2 separate regions of the Hordeum vulgare genome follow, and region 1 is linked to region 2. The links are chromatin contacts, called in public Hi-C maps. All regions are on one chromosome and are shown on one strand. The core of a region is the stretch at or near the end of the contact, and the rest is flanking DNA. Distances in the headings are between cores, read along the strand shown. Region 1 holds the start of LOC123398679 (disease resistance protein RGA5-like). Region 2 holds the start of LOC123398658 (heat stress transcription factor B-1-like).

What was found. Hi-C and Micro-C count contacts between places; a contact is called where the count stands out from the background.
Region 1: a contact with region 2 is called in a Hi-C map of seedling, with 2.1 times the contacts expected there. The contact joins the promoter of LOC123398679 here to the promoter of LOC123398658 in region 2. A contact is called at or near these places in 2 of 6 Hi-C or Micro-C datasets (leaf and seedling).

What each region holds. Positions count from the first base shown.
Region 1 is chr5H:460,342,446-460,347,163 of MorexV3_pseudomolecules_assembly, forward strand. LOC123398679 (disease resistance protein RGA5-like) reads right to left here and starts at 1,605. Exons shown (of 4, transcript XM_045093127.1): 1 at 1,362-1,605; 2 at 347-1,271. The coding sequence starts at 1,179.
Region 2 is chr5H:459,847,888-459,853,055 of MorexV3_pseudomolecules_assembly, forward strand. It overlaps LOC123398658 (heat stress transcription factor B-1-like), which reads left to right and starts at 3,592. Exons shown (of 2, transcript XM_045093110.1): 1 at 3,592-4,341. The coding sequence starts at 4,078.

The DNA.
Region 1 (4,718 bases), core at 355-2,854, 490 kb after region 2:
TAACATCTTATATTATAGGACGGAGGGAGTAACAACTTATGTAACATGGACTAGCTCTGTAAAACCTTTTAAGCCTAGTTCAACTCCTGTTATTCAAACCATTAAAAACTGCACTGAAGTTTAAAATTGAAGTTCAGATATGAAAGTTTTAACATACAAAGTAGAATTTTAATTTCTTATATCTTTATTTCTACAGGAACTTGAACCAAAGACCTCCTGAAGTTGTTCCACTGCTAGGAACATGGACCGCACCCAAAACTGGATATCAGTTGAGCAAGCATCGATGACATGCTAAACTCATAAAGTTTAACAAGTTAAATGGTAAAGTTGATGCTTAGATTCGTACCTCTTGTTTAGAAGAAAATCCCTTAGCTCGCCGATGAGTTGTGCTTCACCCCACATCGCTTCATTGATGCTACTATACCTGTGCTTGTCAAGTTGATGAAGAATGTTTTTGAAAATCTTCTCCATGTTCGGATTAAGAGACACGGAAACAAAAGCCCCGCAATCGAATTGTGATTTAAGCTTCTGATACACCGCATTAGCAAGAGTTGTCTTGCCTAACCCCCCGAAACCAACAATGGAGACAATCTTGAGCTGCTGCTTCGACGCCTCGTCCACCTCCTCGGTCATCGTCTCGACTAGCTCTCGGATCTTCTCTTCGGTGCCGACGAGCTCCGTCTCCGTTTTGTAGAGAGCCGACAGGCGAAGGCTATCAACGCTTGTGACGACAGGCTGTTCAACAGCCTTGTCAACCTTATACCTATCGCGCCGTGCGCTGACCTCCGTGATGCGGCTCTTGATGTGCCTGACCTCGGTGCCGATCTTGTGGCGCGTCTTGGCCCTCGTCAACAGGTCGATGCCCCTGTGGATGAAACCCATGAAGCTCTGCGCCTTCTCCTCCGCACGGCCGTCGAGATGCACCATGAATCTGTCGACGCTGTCCTCGATTTCGTACGACAGGTCCTTGACGTCCCTGGCCCAAAGCCTGACGAGTTTACTAGGGGGGTGGTCAACCGGGGCCTCTGAAACCTCGACGAGAGCGGCCTCCATCCTCTCCAGCTCGGCAGTGAGGAACAGGATCTCGCCCCTCACCTTCCTGTGCAGGTTGTACTCCTCCTTGAGCATGCTGCCCAGCTTGGGCAGGAGGGTGCTCATGGCCCCCGTCACGATCTCCATCCTCGATTGCTAGCTCGCGCTGGGCTGTGCGCCGGCGGCTCTCCGGGAGCACCTCCCTGCTCGGCTTCAGAGCTCAGAGTTCGGAGGGGAAGCTGCAAAATCCGAGGACGAAAACCCGAAATCAAACCATGGGGATAGGAGTATAGGCGCAACGGGCAACACGGAGATCGAAACCACCGGACCTGTGGCAAGTCAAGCGGAGGCGGCGACTCCTGGGAAGCTCACCGGCCTGCTGGCGAAGCTATCGGCGACGAAGCCACACACTGCAGCACCAGGATGGATGGATGGATGGATGGGTGGGAGGATGCGGGGAATGGCAATAAATGGCGCCACATCACCGGAGGAAGTCGACCCGCAGGCCGCAGTGGAGACGCGCGCGCGAGCAGTGCCGGCCGACGGCGACCGCATGGTGCGATCTGCCAGCCCACGCCACCGGCGCGGGGTCCAGTCCTGGGGCCCACCCAGTGAACCATGTCCCAAAGTCGGACAAATAGTCAAGTTTTTTCTTTCTTCGCTAGGTGGAAACACGAGAAAATAGTCGTGACGGAGAAAGCCCCCAGATCGAGCGCTGCTGAACCGTCTGATCTCTTCGCCCTTTCTTTCCCGACGAGCACCGGATCCCCGCGCGTTGCTGGCTTGCTGCCCGTCTCAACCATTTTCCTCGTCGTTGCGTCGTCATCGTCGGATCCCCGCCAAGCACGGCCATGGCTGACACGGCGCCTCTGCCGGTTGCATATCTTCCTCATGTGGTTGTAACATCGGGTGCGAGAGAAATTTTCAGGGTCATAGTTGAATATGTCTAAGAGTATCTATAGTCGAAGGTCTCAAACCCGTCTTAAACGTCCAAACAGATGACCTAATCATATTCGATCACAAAAAAGCAATCCAGACACGCTCTTCAAATGGACCTCAAGCATCTGGCCTTACCGAAATTCGATATATCCATCCCAAGGCGAGGATATGGGGCGCCCAAGCACGTTTGGACGTGTCCGTCATGCCGGACTAACGAAGGGGTCCTACGCGAAGTCGGCCGAAAACCGGACGGTCCGACGTACAACACCTTCGATGTGGGTGTGAACGCCATGTGACACCACGTCGGCTCGCCGTCCGAGGCCAAATCCAGCTATTTAACCGGTTGGCGTCCCCTAACCCTAGCCAAATCCACCTCCCTCTCCGTACCGCCAGCTCGAGCCCATCCACATCCTATCTTCCACTCCGCTGTTCATCCCACGTTGCCCGGCTTCGCAATCGCCCGACAGAAGAAGACTACACAAGAAATGCTCAAGTCGGAACGCCGCTTCCAGATCGAGGAGCAAAACCGGACGAGGCGTTCCGCCCTCATCACTGTCGGCCTGCCTACGGACTCGTCAGATCCGGAGTAAAAGAAGGAGGAGCAGCAGCAATATCCAGTTCCAATGAAGGACATGAATACGAGGAGGGACCTGGCTCCGGCTACGGGCTTCAACATGGAAGACGCGGAGGTGGAGTTCGCGGTCGCCCAAGCGGACGAGATGATGGAGTAGCATGCCATGCTATAGTCCATCTAGGATGAGGCCTATGTGGAGGCAAACCGGCACTTCATCCTGCAGGAGCGGGCGGCGAACGATGCTCTTTGTGTCGAACTCGACTCGGAGGCAGAGGAAGATGTAGAGAAAGCGGAGGCGGGGTAGCCTGAGCTGCAGCTGCCATCCATGTACCCGGAGCCGGGCACGAAGATAGCGGGCATCTCCAATGAGGATTAGGATAGTATAGAATAGTTGATCTACGTGCATGCTTTTATATGGATTTATGGTTTATCATATGAGGTATCTGAATGCAGATCATCAAATTTAAGACTTAAGATGTCAGTGTCCATGGATGCACGAGACAGTCTCCGATATCAGTTTTGCAAAGCCCTAATTTAGATACTCTAAGAGCATTTACAACCGTATTTGATAAATCCGACCACTCAAACGCATGCACAGTCCTCAAATAATGCATTTTACAACCGGTTGCCTTAAATTAGAAACTTCAAATCTATATTATTACATACAACATAAACCTAATACAAGCGGAGCTCATCTAATTCCGCCATGTCCATGCCCAGCAGCCAGCTTCGCCCCTTGTAGTGTCGGTCCGGTCACCGGTGAAGTAGAGTAGGACATGGAACACTAGCCGGCTCACGAGAGTCGAGCTCCTACCGTCTCCCATGCCTTACTCTTCCTCGTCGGAGCTCGTAACCCTGAAAGGAGAAGATGTCCATCATGATGTGGTTGCGGCGCCCGCCCGGTGCATTGTACGGAACGCGGAGAATGTGACTCCACCTCTCCAACGTCCATCGCCGCAATGGCTCCCGTCGCCTCCCATGTCTGATGCATGGCATAGTGGGCACTCCGCGCCATGATAGCGTCTGAGGACGCCCATGGTGCATCCTCGGCGCGCCAACAGAGGGGTTGCACGTCTGCCACAACGTTCGGACGCCAGATGGACCGCACCGTCTTCGGTGAGGCAGCGACGCCGGATCCAAGCATCGGTTGTGCTGATTCAATAGATTCCCGATGTTGTGAGTCCGAGTGTTGCCGTCGGGCGACCGCCTCCCGGGAACGGCGAAGCGCAAGCCGGACGACCATCTCCTCCTCGGGGTCGCGTGGGATGAGCTCGTGATAGATGGATCTGGAGATGAAGGACTCGGATCCGCTGCCCACCATGCCGAAGAAGTCCGGAGATCGCCAAAAATGAACTTGGGTGGCGTGTGGGAGTGGAGAGAAGGAAAGTAAAGTAGCTAGGGTTTGATCCGATGAGGGGATGAAGACAAATATATATAGGGTCAATGCGGACCATCGCGGACTAGACTGACGTGACGGGCATGCCCGAACGCCCCATATCCACCGCTCGAATGGCCCGTCGAGGCGTTTCAGACAGATATAAGGAGTCCGGCTGTAGATGCTCTACAACCGGAACTTGCAAATTTGGCCCCTCAAACTCCCACGGACATGACCGATCAGTGACCGGGCGTGTCCATTTTAAACCCTACTTTTTTTGTCTGCGCAGCCGCACCTCTCATATTTTTCCTCATATGTCCGATCACTTGTACGTGACTGGTGAAGAAGAAAAAAAGCGAAAAAAATGAATAAAGAAATAGAAAAGATGATCCGGGATGGGATCACATCCTACGTGACGGATTGACCAGGCGTGCGCGGATGCGTCTAAAAGGATTAACATCGTCCTCGTATCCCGAATATTTGAAACAAGTTTAAGAGGTTGGGTTGCTTTACCAATCACATTTTTATCACGTCCATTCCGCCGTTTCTGGCGGCACCGGGGCCGGGATTGCGCAAGTACCAAGGCAGGGCGTTTGCCGTGCGCGAGTACCAATCGAAGCCTCCTCGGTCGCGTTGACACGCATCCGCGCCGAGATGCTGCTGGACTGAGATCCCGTGCCCCGCTCAAGGCAGGGCACGCTGTGCCCTGAGGCCCACGATCCACCATCTGCTCCCCATCCGACGGACTACAGCGAGTCAACGAAAAATAGGACCAACCTGCTCGATCCGAAACGAAGC
Region 2 (5,168 bases), core at 2,342-4,841:
ATTCATCATTCATTTAAATACTCAGTTTGCGAACCGAGACATTGCTATGTCACATAAATGCAAATTTGCATATTTTAGCTATTTATAAATAGCCATGACATTCTCCGTAGGTGGAGTTTCAGTGGCGAAAAGGCACGGATCGACAAAATCATTAATGTCCATGACCCATTCTCAATAATGACTTCGACCTTGTGTCATCACATCGCATTTCCTTTCAAAAAGGTCAGCCATTTATTGCATGAAATGCCCATGCATTAATTAGTTATTCAAATTAAAGGTAGTCACCTTATAAATAATAAACCTTTAATTCATATAAAACACATAGAGGTAATCAACCACTTGGTGGTGCCTCACTCTTATGGACATTTCAATCAATCATAGTCTCTTCACAACCGTATGTTATTTAAACACATGAATGTAATTACCATGATGTGGCATAAACCTCTCAGTTGTGCACGAAATTTAATTCGTTGCTACGATTACATCTCATAAGTTGTGTACTCATGGAAGGTAATCACCAAAATATGCAAGTATTTTGCATAATTATCTTCATAGCATAATACGTAGCATAGTCGCCACTAATGCCTTGGATTCCTCTCCTGATGGAGCATGTGGCACTCTAGTCACAACCAATGACAAATGCTACGAAATTGACAAGTATTTGGAAAAACGTCATGAAGGTAGGCACCAACGGTGTAGGCCTCATAATGGCTATGTCAAAAGCTTTGTGTCTTCATTTTTGCTTTGAACACACAATGAAAATCACTACTAAGTACTCTAGATCTCATTCTTATGGAGCTTCTCACAACCTTGTGTTAATTAAAAACATATTGAAGGTAATCACAACATATGGTGGTGGAGACCTCGCAGTTGTGAACGAAATTAATTTGTTGCCATTATGCAATCCATAAGTTGTGTGCAAAATTGAAGGTAGTCATTATGTCGAAACGACATAATATAGACCTTGCAATAACATTGGATAATCTGCAATTAAGCAGTAAGTACCATTTGTCGATTCCTTATGACAAATGAAAATTTGACATAATCAGGCAGTGTCATACACTTCAGTACCTCATGTTTTCCAAATTTGCAAGCAAATCCCATATTCTAAGCGAATAATTAAATAAACATATTGCTTTGCAACAATATTACTCATATAATACAAGTAAATGCAGAAATATAAACATACCCGTGCAAAATATATGAGGATTTGGGACCGCAAACGGTCACTTACATGATGTAATACATGATGTAAAATGATGCACAATCAATTATTATGCAATTCAGCAAGACCCGATGGTCTATCTTGTATATTTGCTCTGAAGCTTGTGGCATAAAACGCAAATAACAATAACCTTATGGCTATTTGCTAAAAACGGTAAGCCTTGGGGCTAAACTGTTAAGTCCAACGAGGATTATGACTTGTTTGCAGTTTTTAATAAGATTGAGGATTAAACCTCACGGTCTTATAAGCCTAAAGGCTGAAATAGAAACTTCAAAAACTTATAATGGATTATAGATTAATCCGATGGCTCATATAAAAATAGCCAAAGAGATAGACTTATCCGTCCCCGTGCGGTTACAAATTCATGAGAGGAATTTCCTCTTAATCGCCGCGAGTAGCCTAGAGATTGAGGCCATCTGGCTGAAGGGCACCGCTCGACGGGGTACCGGCCATTCCACACCGCCGAGAGGCCGCGGCTATGAGCGCCCACTTTTGCGTCGGAGCGCGTTGCCTTGCAGAACTAACCTCACACATGGTCTTTTGTCTTGGCGCGGTTGTGTCGGGATGCAGACGCTATTGCACTGTGACGGGACCGAGGCTCATGACCGGAGGATGCGAATCCATCTATGTTGCCGTGTACGAGTATTAAGTAGTCCGCTGCTCTTGACTGCTCCGTACCAGGTCGCTTAGGTGAAGATCTTCCCCTTTTTTTTCTTGAACTAGCACACGCTCGATCCAAGCTATGAGTACATACATCACAGATGAATAGAAATTGCACAATAGTGATTAGTAGATCTTAATTGTATGGGCTACTTTCTTCTAATCAATTTATTATACGGATGCATGTGAGTGGATAAATCCTTGTATGACCAGAGAAAGGAAATCAAATAAGTGTTCTCCTGATTGTTTTCTCCCGTGCGGATGCATGTATGCGGATCCCGTGCGGATGCATGCATGCTGATCCTTTTGTTGTGGACGAATAGGAACTGATTCGTCGCCTTTGTTGAAGGAACACATCCCTAGTTCGATGATCCGGCTCCTCGTCCAGGCATCGGCAGCCATCGGCCCCAATGGCATTGCTGTTTCCATGCAGTCGGCCTCTTCGTGATTGAATCGATGAAGAGATGAAGAAATTCTCGTAAGAAAACACAATGGATCAGATCTTCTTACTCAGTATCTTTTAATCGCAAGAAGACAACCAAAATTGATTAATCTCATGCATGCTCCGAGGCGCTGTTGCTGCATGTCCCTGCGCAATCGTGCCATCACGTGATTTTGTTGCCACTGTGATCGGCCGATTGAGTGGCGTTGTGCTGCCGCGCTGGATTGAGCGGCGTAGTGGTCGAGCGTCTTAGCGCATACACGCGACAGATCTTTTTTTCTGTCGTCAATTTGCTCTCTTGGTAGAGCCTATGCGTTGATAACGTGTTGTAGAAAGAATGCAAAGGGACAAATAAAGAATCTAAATGATGCAGTAATTTTATTGCAATGTGAAAGACCTACTTATATACAAAATGAAAGAATGTGTATTGGGAAGACATCTTTACCCCTACGAAGGCATCACTTTTATACAATTGATCACATGTTTTATTTGTCAACCCAAGCCAAAGGTTTCCCACAGGTCGTTTCCTTTGATCTGGGCAGATGTTATATTTCCCTTGAAAATTACAGGCCGTGGATACTTTCCTGTGAAATTTACAGTGCTGATTCCTGCTTACAGGGAAATAATCCGGTGGAAATCGGACCTACAGAATTCCTGTGCACCGAACGCGGCCTGAATCTTCCAGGAACTACAGCTGCTGTAGGCGAGAGAAACGTCCAGAGAAAGAAGCGTGCACTCAGCCGGTTGTGTTTTGTGCACCGTTTTCCGTCGTCTGTGGCGTTGGGTTGGGATTGATAAAGTTGAGTCAGACTAGAAGGATACATGCAGATACAGGTGGCACGAGACCGAGAGGAGGAAGAGGACAAACCGATCGGGATCGGCGATGGATGGATGCAAACGGGCAAAGCCGCCACCGAATCGAGAAAATCCGCTTTCGATGCCGTCGCTTTCTCCCCGGAAAAAAAAAAACCCAAAAGAAAGATAAGGGAACGGAACGGAGAAGAAATTCCGGTCCCGACATTTCTCGAAGCGTTAGAAGCGGCCCAGGTGCGTTGACGAAAGCACACCCGATTCCTCCTCGCCCGCCCCCCGCTGCCTCCATGCACCCGTCCCACCATACGCCATGGACAAACCCGCGACACCCACGCGGCCGCTAGTCTTGTCTGGTCCACGGTGGACGCCGTCCACGGAGCACGGCAGAGCGCGCAGCGGCCACGACTCTTGGGGAAGCTTCTTATTTGGACCGGCCGGGCCGGGAGCGAGCACGCACGCACGCACGCACTCAAAGCCAGTCAGAGCCCCGGGCCGAAAGCAGCCTCCGCTCGCGCTCGCGCCGCGCTCCCGACGTCGTGCGGTGCCGAGCCCCCCTCGCCGCCTCTCCGTCGACCTTTATATTCTGCGCTGCTGCAGGGGCGGGCGGGGCTAGCGGAGGTAGAAGAAGGGAGGAGAGTCGAGGCGTCGTGGTGGTGACCACGGACAAAACCCGGCTGAAGGGAGGCGGACGCACCACCGTGCCGGTTACATGGGAGGAGGCCGCGGTGTCGTCACCGGGTTCTACGTCTGGGGCTGGGAGTTCCTCACCGCGCTCCTCCTCTTCTCCGCCGCCGTCTCCTGCTAGCTAGCTTCTCCATCCATCCTTGATTATACTCCAATCACGTACATACATACATACATACATACACACAACAAGCTTATTAGTATTAGGTAGAGAGGCATCTGTTACTGTTAGGTGATTATTAAGCGGGCGGGGATGGCCGGGGCGGCGGCGGCGCAGCAGCAGCAGCAGAAGGGTGGCGGCGGCGTTGTGATGAAGGGAGGCGGCGGAGGGCCGGCGCCGTTCCTGACCAAGACGCACCAGATGGTGGAGGAGCGCGGGACGGACGAGGTGATCTCGTGGGGGGAGCATGGGCGGTCGTTCGTGGTGTGGAAGCCGGTGGAGCTCGCCCGCGACCTCCTCCCGCTCCACTTCAAGCACTGCAACTTCTCCTCCTTCGTCCGCCAGCTCAACACCTACGTACGTAACCACCCTCCTCCAAACTAACACTGCCTTGCAATACTCTACTCTACTCTACCTCTGCCTTCACTAAATTAATCACTCCCATCTGCACTCTACTTCTTGCTTGTTCTTTATTATGTGATTTTTTTCTCTCTCTTTGGTGAGTGATTAGAGATTCGAGATGAAGTGATCGATATCCATCCTAGTGGGTTGCACCAGAAGAGATTAGATTAGATTAGATTAGATGAGATGAGATGAGATGCGCGCGGCAGCTCCCAGACAACACGCCCCTGACGTGTCCACGGAAAGCTCCCGGTCCTTGTACTAGCTTTTGTTCTCCACACGACATAGTGCGTACTCACGCTACGTAGCAGTGATTTTGCTGTCTCAACTCGCAACCGTACACGTCCTAGAATGGATCCGCTGCTAGGATCGCCACATATGGCTAGCCAGCGCTCATGTTGCACTGTGTGCGGTGGGGTCTCCGTTCAAAAGCGCGTTTGGACTTTGGACACAGCGAACGGGTGAACCATCTCGAGCTAGTAGCTTATAACTACACCCTCTGTGCAGAACAGACGCACGGAAGAAGGTGACATCTTGAAAAAAGAGGCTATGCTAGCTAGGCCGTTTGTTGGAACAATATGGAGGAAAGATGACACTCAAAAGGGCCCTTCTGGTCGACCTAAAACGTAGAAAACGAGCAAAGCGTTTTGCTTGTCGTGTTTGCCATGCCAACGATGTATAGAGGAGCCTCTTCGTGCATGCTGACCGTTGACAGGGTCGTAGGTAGCAACAAAATTAGCTACGTACGTGTGCGCCAACTCAAAAAAAAGAAAAAGAAAAAA